2 separate regions of the Triticum aestivum genome follow, and region 2 is linked to region 1. The links are chromatin contacts, called in public Hi-C maps. All regions are on one chromosome and are shown on one strand. Each heading gives the region's core, a stretch centred on a gene start, on an enhancer-like site or on the middle of the called end of the contact. The rest is flanking DNA. Distances are from core to core; before and after follow the strand shown. Region 1 holds the start of LOC123110453. Region 2 holds the start of LOC123110458.

Evidence for each region. A called contact is a pair of places that touch in the nucleus more often than the background predicts.
Region 2: a Hi-C map of leaf shows a contact between it and region 1, with 4 times the contacts expected there. The contact joins the promoter of LOC123110458 here to the promoter of LOC123110453 in region 1. A contact is called at or near these places in 3 of 5 Hi-C or Micro-C datasets (all in leaf).

What each region holds. Positions count from the first base shown.
Region 1 is chr5B:69,840,084-69,847,052 of IWGSC CS RefSeq v2.1, forward strand. It overlaps LOC123110453, which reads left to right and starts at 1,511. Exons shown (of 32, transcript XM_044530972.1): 1 at 1,511-1,719; 2 at 1,824-1,951; 3 at 2,572-3,091; 4 at 3,443-3,583; 5 at 3,653-3,802; 6 at 3,916-4,095; 7 at 4,213-4,348; 8 at 4,561-4,663; 9 at 5,275-5,392; 10 at 5,787-5,949; 11 at 6,154-6,272; 12 at 6,355-6,452; 13 at 6,533-6,620; 14 at 6,736-6,928. The coding sequence starts at 2,735. LOC123115704 reads right to left here and starts at 845. Exons shown (of 3, transcript XM_044536810.1): 1 at 621-845; 2 at 1-311. The coding sequence starts at 311.
Region 2 is chr5B:70,434,872-70,441,648 of IWGSC CS RefSeq v2.1, forward strand. It overlaps LOC123110458, which reads left to right and starts at 2,441. Exons shown (of 5, transcript XM_044530982.1): 1 at 2,441-3,009; 2 at 3,277-3,369; 3 at 3,453-3,552; 4 at 3,914-4,589; 5 at 5,408-5,790. The coding sequence starts at 2,837. The coding sequence ends at 3,943. It overlaps LOC123110457, which reads left to right. Exons shown (of 13, transcript XM_044530978.1): 12 at 790-885; 13 at 1,138-1,761. The coding sequence ends at 1,473.

The sequences.
Region 1 (6,969 bases), core at 261-2,760:
CACCACTCATTTGTAGCAGCAATGGTCTTCGTATAAGGATCTCTTCCAATGCCAGAAGCTTTTTGAACCAATGTCTTCCATATGGCATAATCACCTCTACATGCATCCCACCTGTTTTTTAATTGCAAGTGCGAATAGCCACGCCCAAAGCGCTTATTGAACTTAGTAAGCAAATTAGCTTGTCCTATATCGGACAAAGTGGTGCCTCCAGGGGCCCGGTTATTTGCTCGCACCTCCTCTACGCACACATCCATATAAATGAAATGAGCCGCACTATCCCAAATTGCTTTTGGATACTTCACTTTCTCCATCTACAACATCAATATGTGAACGTTTAAATGTAAACTATTTTTTTACTAAGCAGCAGTCATTTCATACCACTACAAAATTCATACAGTAGCAATCATTCATGCAATTTTTCATTGCTATAAACAGAGTTCGAACAGTAGCAATCAATCATACAAATTTCGTACTAACCAAATAACCATACAAATCGAAAACATCATAAGCAAACAAGTAGCCGTATAATTTTTTTGATTCATGCAAACAGAGTTGAACTAATATGTAACAGAGATATGACAGAGAGAAGCGGAGAAAGGATGAGATAGAGAGGAGCTCACCAACACCGGTGAAGTGGGCTCGGTCGACGCCGGGGCCTCCTGCTGCAGGGCGGTTGGGTCGGGGCGGGGAAGCCGGTTCGCCTCCTGCTGCCGGCGCCGAGGGGTCGGGGGTGGCTGTGGACTGGACGGGGATGCCCTGTAGAGGACCGCCGGCGACGGAGCTGACGATTTCGGGGCGGGGAATCCGGCTGGCGGCGCCAACCCTAGGTCGAACGGGGATGGGGATGAGCGATGGGGACGAGCGACTGGGGGGAATCGACGAGTACTTTCGGCTGGGCCTCTCTGTCGGTCGGCTGGCCCGAGTGGCATATTGGGGGTAATTTCTACATCCAATAGGGGTATTTGCTAAAACTGAATCGTTTTGCTTTGCGGGAATCGCCAGAATCGTCAAGTTTGCTCGATTCTGAAATACACTGCCGATTGTGGGTGATTCTAGACGATTCCTGGAGAAGCAATGAGTTCTTTTACGATTGTGATTTTCCACGCAGCGATTCTTCAGAATCGAGTCCAAAGAACTGGCCCTTAGCGTCTTTGCAAGCGTCTCCCTTAGCTACCAATAGCCGCTCCTCCCAGTGGGAAACTGTACGTGGAGCGCGTAGCCGCATGCCAGCCACGGTGCCACGAAACAACTGCCCACATCATTACTCTCGACCCTTGACCAATGACGCGTGGACCCACCTAACCTTTCAGCTTTCTCTGCCCCACACGCCAGTGAAAGATCCTGCATCACGTCCCCGTATATTCGCACGCGCACGCGCCGGTTTCATCCTGCGTCTTTTCCCCAGCAAGGCTCCGCTTCTCTCACACTGACATCCCGTCCCCACTTGCACCGCCCCGCTGGCCCCACCGGTCACCCACTAGCCCGTGGTGGTCGCAGGCGCTTTTCACCCAGCTGTACACGCTCCATATCACGACCCGCCCCAAAATCCCCGTTTCGCCCCGCCCCGCCCCGGCAGACCTACCCCGGTTTCTCCTCTTCCATTGACTCCTTTCCGAACCCTAATACATCCACTCTCGGACGGCCGCCGCCAGCCCGCCGCCGTCGTCGCCGACGCCTCCGCTCCAGCGTGTCCTCCTCCAACGCCGAGAGCAGATCCAGGTGGCCCTCCTTCAGATCCGCTCCCCCATCTTCTCGTTCGCGTCATCTCCTTCTCCTTCCGCTTCTCTTTCTGCTTCTTATATGATTCTGCGATTGGATTGCAGGCAGCGTCCCCTTCCCCATCGGCGACACCTGGAGTCGCAGGCAGGAGAGGAGGAGACGCTGAAGCGGAGCGCAAGTAGTCTCTGGGTGAAGGCAGGAACCGGCCGCCGCCAACGCCATCCCGAGTGAGGTTCGCCCTTACCATCCTCACAATGCAATTCGTTTTTGGCTTGCAGAATTCACCTCTACATTCTAGTATTGAAACAATTTCTGCTCTAGAACAGAGCATCTGAGTTAGTTGCTTGTTGCGTATCAAGATCCTTCCTTAAGTTTCAGTTTCAGTTTCAGGATGGATCTCCACACACCACACACTACATCTGGACTGGAGTTTCATATTATAGTGATATCGAGATTAGCAAAGTTTTTGGTGTTTATTTAGCTGCAGGCTGCAGCTGCTCCACACACGTGATTCTGCTGTATTGGCTTTCCAAATTCAGCAGAGTTACAGTGATGCATTCAAGCTGAAATAACAATGTAACTAATGAGAAGCTTTATTTCTTGGACTGTGTCTTTGTTTGATATGATGCTTCAGCTCTAAGTTGCCTGTTTGTTGTCTAGCAAGGTAGCTAGTTTACAAATTCGTTCAAGTATGGTCTGCTGCTACTGAAATTTGCTTGGCATATTAACCTGAAATATTGTTTGCGAGGAAGAAATATATGTATCTCACTGAACAAACAAACTGACAGATCACTGAAATTATGTATCTTATTGACACATCACTAAGATTTGCCTCTATTGTTTTGGTTTCAGGTTGGTCTCTAGAAAGGTTCTAAATCTTTTCAAGAAGCCCGAGCAGCGAGATTCACGAAGCTAGGGGGGGGGGGGGACTGAATCAAGAAGTGAGAGAATTGCAATTAAGTGAAGGCAGGAGCCGGCCGCCGACAACGCCATCCAGAGTGAGGTTCGCCCGGTGATGGCGATAAGTCAGCCCTGGCCGGTGGAGGATGTTCGTGAGACGTTTTTCTCCTATTTCGTGGAAAATCAGCATGTGCAGTTGTCATCAACCCCGGTTATCCCCGTAGTTGATACCAAGGTGCCTCTTATTCATACATGTTTGAACCGGTTCAAGGGGACCCTTAATGGCAGAGGGAGTCATCGCACCTGCTTTTCGCTGAGATGCATTACTGTGGGTGGTGATGACGATGAAGTGATTGATCACTTCAAAAACGACACTACTTACCATAGATTCACAGAAGTCCTTGGAAGTTGGTCTTTTGGGGACTACTTTAAGGAGGAAGCCATCAGGTTATTATTCAGTCTTCTCAACAAGGTACAGTTTCTGCTCTCCTATTGTTTCCGTGTAGTCTTGTTTCATGAGTTGTGTTAATAGTGAAAAGCTTTGGGTATAGTTTATGAGGTAGCAATTGTAACAGATTTTAAACTTAGTGTTAGTGCCAGGGTCTACTTTATTTGATATGATGGAAGCCTGCTTAAAAGATGATATTTATATCTCTGCAATTTGAGGGAGCGGTGTTAACACATGCTTAAAAGTTCCTTTGTGTCTGTGTGTGCACGCGAGTTGTTCCTGTAAGCTACATGGAAAAAATAGTGTCCAGAATTGTCTGATCTTCTATTTAAGGCCACCTTATTACCTATTGATTGCTCGTTCTTTAATATGCAGAAATACAAGTTACCTCAGTCCAGAATATATGCTTCATACTTTAGTGGTGATACGTCCCTTGGTTTGAGTTCAGACAATGAGTCAAAAAATACATTGCAGAAATACCTAGCGGAAGAAAGAATCATGCCTGCCATGTCTAAGGTACCTGTAATGTCTTATCAATTTTACTTTGAATTTTTGTGGACATTTATTGACTGAGTGCTTGAATAGGCTGATTTTTGGATGACTGGTGAAACTGGTCCCTGTGGGCCATGCATTGGATTTTTCTTCGATTGTTCGGATAGCAAAGATGGTGTTGGTTCCGTAATCAACATAAAGGATGGCAAATTTATTGAGATAAGCCGTCTTGTTTTTGTTGAGGTTGGCTTTCTATTCTTGTATTAAGATCTTTTGCATGCATAAATGAAGCTTCTTCTATTGCTACACAATCTCTGTGCTTATACTCACCTATATTTTCTTTCTTCATTTTTTAGTTCAATATGCAAGCAGGTGGCGTCTTGAAGCCTTTGCAAGCTAAGCATGTCTTGAAGCCTTTGCAAGCTAAGCATGTCTTAACAGGGATTAATCTTGAAAGTTTAGCTGCCATTCTTCAAAATAAAGAAAGCCACTATGAATTAGATGTCTACGATGACATATTTTTCAGCATGAGCTGTGTAAGTTTTCCATGTCCACTTCAAGTTACCTTTTGTTGCAAACGATAACTGGCTGTGTAATATTATTGATTTCCATGGTCAATGACATGTAATAATGACTTATATGCATATATGTAGTGTACTGGTCGAGGAATCCGGGACTACTCTGGTGAAGTTGGTGCTGCTGACACAGATGGAGTTGATACGGCATACCGCCTCCTTGCAGATCACATAAGAATGATTGCTGTTACTAATGCTCCTGGTTCTCAGCTTGGTAAGTGCGTTATGTAATGTTAATAATTACAACATCAACGTATGGGTTGTATATATTTTTTGTCATGATCACATGGATAATACAATTATTGCTCATTTTTAAGGAATAATCAGACCAACATGATTGTGGGATGACGTATTACATCAATACTTTTTTTTGTCATTACATTGTTCCTATTGTGTTAAAATTGGTATGCACTTTATGAATACCAGGGTTTGGAAATGAAGGTCGCGAGTATTTCCTATATCGTGCCGATAAACAGGCTGTGCAATATGGCCACGAAGTACTTAAGACAAATCAAGAGAAATACGATGTGTAAGAACAATCACTTTCATTTGAATTTGTGCTTTATTTTACATGTATTTATAAAAAAAACACTTCTCCATGTTTATAACAGTCGTATTTTTGAATAATGTATTTTCACACAAAAGTCGTATATAAACACTTTTCCATGTTTATAACAGTTGTATTTTTGAATAATGTATTTTCACACAAAAGTCGTATAAAAAACACTTTTCATTTGCTGCATGCTGTCATCTCATAGTGTGCAATTATAACTTCTACCTTTTGCTGTGCGCTTCTTTACTGCAAGTGAAAATAGCATTCAAGATGAAACCTGTAAGATATGCTTAGAATGTTGATTCTATGACTGGGTTTAGTTGAATGGGTATAAAGTAGTGTTTACTGTAGATCTCTGGATGACAAGATATAGTTTTTTTACTAGACCCACCTGTTTTTGCTTCTGTTAACATTGGCATTGTGTCTTTTATGTTCCGTCTTCTGCCTTTTCTTGTTAGTTCTTGCTAGCCTGCCATGCAACTTCTATTCCGAGTAGGTTAAGCATACTCACAGTGGGTATATAGAAAGAATATCTATGATTACTGCATGTGGGTCTGTAATCTAATGAATTTATCTTTCTTGAACAGTATTATTCATGGCATTCTTATATCTGAAGCTGATTTATGTCCTGAGCTTGAAGGGTACAGAAAAGTGGATGAAATAATCGAAGATGAATTGATGATCTATAAAAAAACCATGGCGGAGGTAATATTTGTTTCAAGATGATCCATTGAAGTTTTTACAGTTGAAATTCATTGAAGTGTTTTTAATAATTAAATGTTAAGGTCAGTGTGAAGAAGTCCGTGCATAATTTAAGGAAACACATGAAATAGGAACCCATCTAGGATACAATTTCACTCTTGGGCTATAGGATCATATTGACGTACCAGTGTTTCAAGTTTGTCTTTGAGCTGTATTCCCTTATTTGAAACTCAAGTCTGATGACATCTACTATAGGCATGAAGTATTGCCATCTTCCTTAGTTGTCTGTTGTTCTTTGATAAGGAAATTAGCATATGTTTTTGTGCCTCTTGGATATTGTGAATGTTCGTTGTTTCATTTGAATAATGTTTTGCCAACTATGCACTCTCCTTCCTAGTTACGAGAACAGCAAGTGCCATTTGATATGGGAGGGAAGAAGAAAAAGAAGAAAGGTGTCACTTCTGTTGTGTGGTATGCGACAAGGCTTATTGAATTTTTTGGCCGGCGCACACGCATTATTCTCAAGAATAAGAATACACGCTGCTCCTTAGTAGCACTATGTAAGTCAATGTGGCTGCTCCCTGGCAACTTCTTTTTTCAACGAGGATACACAATTTTTAGTGGCTTGGCCGGTTACCCAGAATCGGCGCTGTTTACTTACTTTTACATGCGCGTGTACAATCCAACAAGTTCAATAGATTAAATCTACATTGGAAATGCCTAGGACAGAGTTCATTCACTCCTCATTTTCTGTGCCACTGCAGGCAACGCTCTCCTGCTTGGAGAGAAGATAACTCTCAATATAGATATCGAGAAGGTGTCAGAGGGCCATCTCATCTATCTTGTACAAAGTTATCTTTTGTATGGCAATACACAAATGCAGGTATGCAACTGTATAGATGCAATTGTTTTGCAAAGGAATGTTCATTAACTGAAAGCTAAGCTACTGTCCACTTATACTGCAGTTGGAACAGAACTTGGAACTATCAGAGTTCAATAAACAAGTTCTTGGTGTATTGCCGAAGCTTCCGGGCAGTTTATACTTTGATGTGACATTTGCCAGGTGATTGTGATACTGATTTAATTGCGTGTGTGTGCGATTGTCCTTCTCAGAGTATAATGTTTATGATGTCCATTTTTCAGCTCTTGTGGCTTTGAGCAGACCTCAGAAACCGCAATATTTGGTTTTCTTGGTGTCCCTCTACACCATGGCTGGTTGGTAGATCCCCAGGTACCCATTGTACATGGGTTTTTAAAATATTAGTTCCTTCAATGCATCAGCATTTTTGTAAGATTTTAAATCTTTATTGGGGTAATTCAAGGCTGATACTTTGGTATTTCATTAGGATGCTGAATTGGGCTCCTCAATACGTAAAAGTTCCTACTACCAACTTTCGTATATTCTTGCTGTGTACGAATCGATTCGATCCAGCACAAATTCAGGGCCTCAAAAGCATGGTGGATGTAAAGATGATGACAAGTTTGATTCGACACTTGTGTTCTCTTTAACCAGATCAGAAGAACTTGGTTCTATTTCTTGTAAATCTCGACAACACAAGTGTTCAATTATTCTGGCACAA
Region 2 (6,777 bases), core at 1,191-3,690, 600 kb after region 1:
AGTCTGAAGCAGAGCCCTAGTGCTAGTTGGGCACTGCAAGTTGTAAGTGCATCTATATCCCTTCCCCTAAAAATTGTCGCCGGAGTCTCGCCAGAGGTCGGCAGGGAAGACGAGAAATCGAAGAGAATTTACTGAGATTAGGAGTTTTCTGCCTAAATTTGAGCAGGTGGGGGTGGAGGTTGGTTTGGGGTTAAAAGCTTCTTCAGGAAGGTGTTTTGAAGTGAGAAGTGGGTGAACTGGGAGCATGTAGGGAAGCAAGATGAACTCAAAGCAGTGATAATTTTGAGGGATTAAGTTTTTAGGGGAAGGACTTGCTGGGGCTAACTTCCTAAATGGTTTTTTCAGGGGGCTAAAGGGCTTTTAGAAAGGGCTAGAGATGCTCTAATCTATTCGGTTTTTATGCATCAGGCGTTGGTCATCCTATAAGAGGGCATTCATACCATGTCTTCATGTTGCTAATCGCTATGCCTCTAATTTCTTGTATTGATAACTCCTTAATCGCTACGCGAATGTGCATTAAATTCATGACTACTATGTCCCTGTACATGTTGGCCAGTTCCTTTATGTAAGGCGCGGCATACTTTTGCATATTCTAGGACATCAAGCTTTCTTTTCTCTGTGGAAGTCATTTCGTTCTTTTTACTGCAATCAAAGTTTAATATATCCTTGCTTGAAATTATCTTTTATTCTTTTGTGATGTGCCTGGAAGCTTAAAGTTGGAATATTCACCTTAACGAATAACATTGTTTCTAAAATCTGCTCCAGCGCTCACATTATTTGAACAAACAGGTGGCGAAAATGAGCATACAAAATGGCATTCCTTCGGAGTACACACGGACGGTCCTACTTCAAACCATCATGGAAAAAATAGATCCAGCACAACAGGTAATCATATTGTCCCAACAGATTCATCCTTCTTTATCATGTCTCGGTTGATATTGCCAACTCAGAATAATCAAAGATTAAGTTCCATCTAGAAAACAAACGGAGCAGGTCTCGCTTAGAACTCAGTATGCTGCATTGCCTATTAACATAATTCTTCAGACGATACGTGTTGATTCATAGTATACTACGCTCTAGTGTCTTCAAAGAAAGTTCAGAGAATATGTGATCAAGCTTACTGCTGCACTTATGCAGGGAAAACGGAAACCAAAGAAACCAGAGGAGCCTTCAGCGACGCTGCTGCAGGGCCTGACACTTGGCTTCGGCAGCGTGACGGCGACGACAGAGAACCTAACCTCGGGGTTCGGGGACACGAGGGCGCCGGATAAATTCGAGATGTTCGGGAAGGCGGTGGGCGGCTGCTGCGCCCGCGTGACGGACTGCTGCTGCTGCATGTGCTTCATCAACTGCTGCAGCAAGATGAACGACCGGTGCGCCGTCGTCCTGGTGCAGGCCTGCGCCGCCCTCTCCTTCCTCGGCTGCTTCGAGTGCTGCACGGAGCTGTGCTGCGGCGGGGGCGGGTCGGACTGACGACGGCCCGAGGAAAGGCGTGGTGTGTTGTACAGTAAAAGTGTGCATAGTATTGCTGTATAGGATGCGCATCACGTATATAGTATTTATTTATGTACTGCTTGATTGTGAGGCCTCTCTTGTCGATATCGGCCGGTAATAAACCGTCTGATGCACTGGCTATGTAAAGCGAGCTAAGTGAAATTAAACCAAGAGAAATGACTACTTGTCCCACAACAACTGTTTTCTTTTCCGTCTGAAATGCACAAGAACAGTTGAGCAGGGTACATTTAGTTAACCTGCATTTAACCTCTTTTTGCCCAACTGAGTCGCACGAGACGTTTCTGTCCCTTGCGATCTCTCGGGCGACTACTGTTTTGCTGGGCGGTCGAACGTCCTCCTTCCGGCTTCTCCGCTGTGCGGCAAGCTCCCGTGGTGTGTCCACCGACTCACATATAGTGCGCCTGCTGCCCCGCAAGGGATTGGCATGGTACTCAGATCGAACACAGATGATCAGCATGAAATCTCTCTCAAATCGAGCTACGTACTGGCTGTCATCTTCCTTCGATTATACGCAGCTCCGACTGAGTTTGAAAAATGCACTGAAAGGGACACATGTCAACGCCCTCTATAGCCGGACTTTGATAAATCCGGTCCCTATACGTTCGCGGATGGCCGGAGACGCCCGCGGACGCATCCAGACGAACCCTCATATTTCACTTCTGGCATCCACATTGAACATATAAAGGATGAGCTAGTGCGCCTACCTAGCGGCACCAGCCACGTCACTTGCGTCGCTCCGTAATTTTCGTTCACACGATCAACCTCGCTGTCAAAAATCCAAGCGTTCCTTTCTCTCCTTGTTATTGTTTTGTGCTTCAGTGGATGACGGGTGGGCCTTATTTACCCGTGGGTCCACCGTTGTAGTGTGTCTGCGCGTGTCTCGGGTGAGAAAAGGGGTGAACAGCATCGAGCGCAGGATTGGGGTGGACTATAGCGAGCACGGGATTGGGCGGCCCCTCCCTCTCCAGTGAAAATATGTCCTATCTCTTCTCTCCCCGTTCCTCTTCTCTGGCCGCCGCCTCCGCTTCCCTCCTCCCTCTCGGTCGCCTCGTCTCCTCCGCCGCCGCCACGTCCTCCTCCCCTGCCACCACCCTCTCCATCCCTGCCTCTCCTCCTCCCCTGCCTCCGCGCACCCGGCAACACGGCCAGACCGATGGATGGGGTAGGCGAAGAGGAGTGGCAGATCCGCCTCCTCTTGGGCGGTTGTGCTCTTCTTTGTTGAGAACTTGCCGCCTGTTGCGCCCGCGTCGCTGCCGTTCTTGCGCCGGTGCTGCTGCCGTGGACGGCTTGGCTTTGGCGCAATCTCTGTTCTTTCTCACCCATGCGACTGATCTTCTATCTGCTGCTGCCGCGCGCCGTGCTTCTGGATCTAGGCGAGCAGGGCGGCATGATCTTCTTGGTGGGTGTGGAGGATGAGGAGAATGGCAGTGAGGGAAGTAACAGCGAGGCTGGAGTTCCAGACGGTGCTGGCCATGGTACCTGTCCCCAATCTAGGTTGCCAATATGCAGCCTCCTTGATTTATGGTTTTTTAAACACACATATGCAGACCTGAGGAAAAAGAGAAGAGGGTGAATCTTGATGAAAAGTTTGAACAAAGTGATCTCTCCCTCTCTCTTGAACACTACTATCACGTTCATATGTTCTGCATAAGGCTATCTTATTTGGTGTGCAAGAGAGTATTTATAGTTAGAATATTACATTCTTCATGTCTTATATAAATCTTCTTGAACAACGTTCTTTAATTTCTAGATTTGTTGCAGGTTCGAAGATATAAATCTAATTGATATATTGTCGATGGGGATTAAGTACTGTAATGATATACCTGAGAATTTTGATGATATATCTGCTACCAGGTTGAATATTGACCACAAATTAATTTTTGTGTGTGCTTCTGCTCATTTAAGTGCATAATTTGGTCACAAACCTCCTGCTGTAGCTACGAAGTTCATTGTGTGATGCCTACAAGTTATTGGTCTTATTTTTGGTGTAAAGCTGCAGGCCGAGTTCAGGTTGTTCTTTTGACAGAAATGGAACAGGTAATGCTACAGCCTAAGCATTGTATAGTATAAATTCAAAGGTCATGTAATATTTTACTTAGGTTCATTCAAATATCTGGAATTGACATGCATATGTTTCTTGTATGTGCACACATTGTTGGTTGTATCTTAATATGAGTTCTTTATATGTTGCTTGCCTAAATTCAGAAGTGAACTTTTGCTGTATATTTGGTCGATGTGTGTCCTGTAAACCGTAAACTTACTAGGTGTACATGTACATGCGTATTTGTTACACTATTATCATATATAACACTTCCAGATCAGAATATACAGATATCTCCTTTTTACATAAATAATCGTGATTGTTCTCATACAATTTGGCATTTCAAGAATATCGCAGCCACACAAGCTAAAGGTTCAGGAAGTTTAGGGAAAGAAAAGTTCTTATTGACAAAGATGGTGGTATGGATAAGTCCCTATTCTCATTGTCACTGGTACTTCATTTTTCTTATATTTTGATGCTTATTTTTTCGTATGTAGGTGAGTTTTATCTGGTATCACTTTTTGACATGGACATGTACCATATGATTGTTGAGTTTCATCTGATTTCACTTTTTGACATGGCCATATACCATGGGGTATAGTATTTATGAAGAGTGGCTTGGAAATTGCAAGTAGATGGTTACTCTAGCCGTATAGCTTATTTAATTAGGAGTGAGATGCTTGCTAAGATGAATGGTGTTTCTGTAAGGGCAGACATATTCCTAGCACTGGATTATGCACATGTATATATGGATACTTCTGTACGAATGCAGCTCACACTTACCACGGTCAGAAGAGTCTTGCATGGATATATCATGTGATGTGACACTGGAATAATTGGCCTGGAGTTCACCGGCGTGACCGAGCGCAGTGCAACGGAGCAGTTCAACACGTGTTTGCACATGACTGCCATGGAAGAGGATCTTGCTGGAACGCTGCCGTTTCTTCAGTTTGGGATTTTGTCAACAATTCTGTAACCTTGATTGCGCTGAGCATAAGCAGGATCTACGCATTATTCTGTTGACTTTGCTCACGTGAGTTCTTCCCCATTTTCCTCTTTGATGCCTTTTCTTCCGAATGGAAAAACTGATCTTCTTTAAAGTTCATCATGGTTTTGGTGTTAGTATGACTGGTTTATGGTTTATAATTTTTATGCTCTCAACCAAATGTGTCTGCTATGATAATTAAGGTTACTAAGATGAATGGTGTTTCTATAGGGCCGGACATATTTCTTATCGTCATAAATCAGTGATGCACAGATTATCTTAGCTATATTGTGAATCTTGATAACCCCTCGATGAACAAATTTTGCGGCCTGCATTTGGGTTTATTCAAATTGTTGCGAAATATGTTCTTCCAGGAAAAGTCACTACACCATATGTCCTAGATAAATCTTTATTGAACATTTAGTTTTCCTCATACATGCTTATCATTTGGCATAATGTTATTTTGTGAGCTTAATTCTACCCTGAATATACAAACAATCAGTTTGTTTACTTTTTTTGCTGTCATAATAAGACCCTGAAACCATCTTCCATCGAACACGTATCTGTAGTATCTATACTATGTAGAATGTGCAGATAGATATATTTGCTGACCAAGCAATTCCCCTCTTTTGAGACAGACCAATATATGATTACCCATTCCCCGGTTTCCTTTCTACTTTATATTCCAATATAACATAATGAGCTATTCATTGTTTTATAATTTCAGTGTAATCTAAAATCAGACTGTGTGAACATAGATGCATTTATTCACAAATTAGCAAGCACCTGAGTGAAGAACGCTTAAAATGCATGGAAAATGCAATTACCACCAGCAAATAAATTGGCATTTGTATTCCATGTAACAGTCCCGAAAAGAAGAGGACTATGGACCTGAGTGGGAATGGAGGCAGGATATTCTTCTGGATGGCTATGCTGAGGTGGTGGTTGGTCGGATCCATGGTGTAGGCAAAGTTGGTCAGCATGGTGGAGTTGTGCTGTGGGGAAGACCCTGGATTAGAGATCTGCGCGGCTATCTGCGTGCTGGGTGGATCAGTGTAGCCCACCTTGGGATGGAGGCAAGCGGCGCTTCACTGGTGCCTCGCCATGCCACAACAGTGGCCTTCACAATGTTTAATCATAAGACCACTATTTTTGTGTCTATATGCAGTGTTCACTTCGTCTATATCTTGGCAATGTTTAATCATAAAACCACTAATTTTGTGTCTATATGCAGTGTTCACTTTGTCTATATCTTGGCAATGTTTAATCATAAAACCACTAATTCTGTGTATCTGCAGTGTTCATTTCATCTATATCATATTTATTTTATATGACAAATCATCTCTATAAATTAACCAGGCCTAATTACAATAGTAGAAGTATGGTAGAAACTAATATGAAACAACAACTTTTGTCACATATACCAAACCAAGGTTGCTTATCTGGAAACTTGATTTTCTTTTGACATTCATTGCACATGTATTTTGATTTGTGCACAAGGAAGCTCACAAATTTGTGTCCATCTTTTTCGTAGTAATCATATGGTTTGCATATTTTATTAGACTGATCATAGTCACGAAGATCAGACTGATAATATTTGGTAGAGAAGATCAGAAGAAACATCTATATCATATTTTTGTATGCTTTTTAGGTAGAAAAGGTACCATGGGTTGATTGTGTTGGATCCCATTATTATATGATGTATTTGACTGCTATTCCTAAGAACTGCTCCTGGACACAGTGCTCTATGTTGACATGTCTTACATTTTATTGTATCGCCTATCTGTATAGTTACTCGGATCTTACCTTTTTGTAATTTTGTCGTTGCATGTGTGTTCTTCCTACTATAAAGCAACATGGATTTCTTTAAAATAAATTGTGCATATTGTGGAAAATAAATCTTGTGTGTCTATAGTCATGTTCATGTATGTTCTGAACTAAGACAAATATTCTTAAAAAAAATTTAGAACTGGGCTTTACCCCTTTCCATTGCAAAGAACGGAAATACAACCAGTTCAAACGAGAAGGACAGGGGGAGGGAAAGAAGTAAAGCGAGTTCTAGCACTACCAGAAAACCCACCATACTCGCTCGCCATCGAAACGAGTATCATGGGGCGAAAACCTGGATAGCATGACATAACACTGATTCTGAACCAACATTATGGTTCTGAACTAAGACAAATATTCTTAATTGTCTATGCTTTTTCCTCCTGTTCATGATGATAGTGCAGCTCTC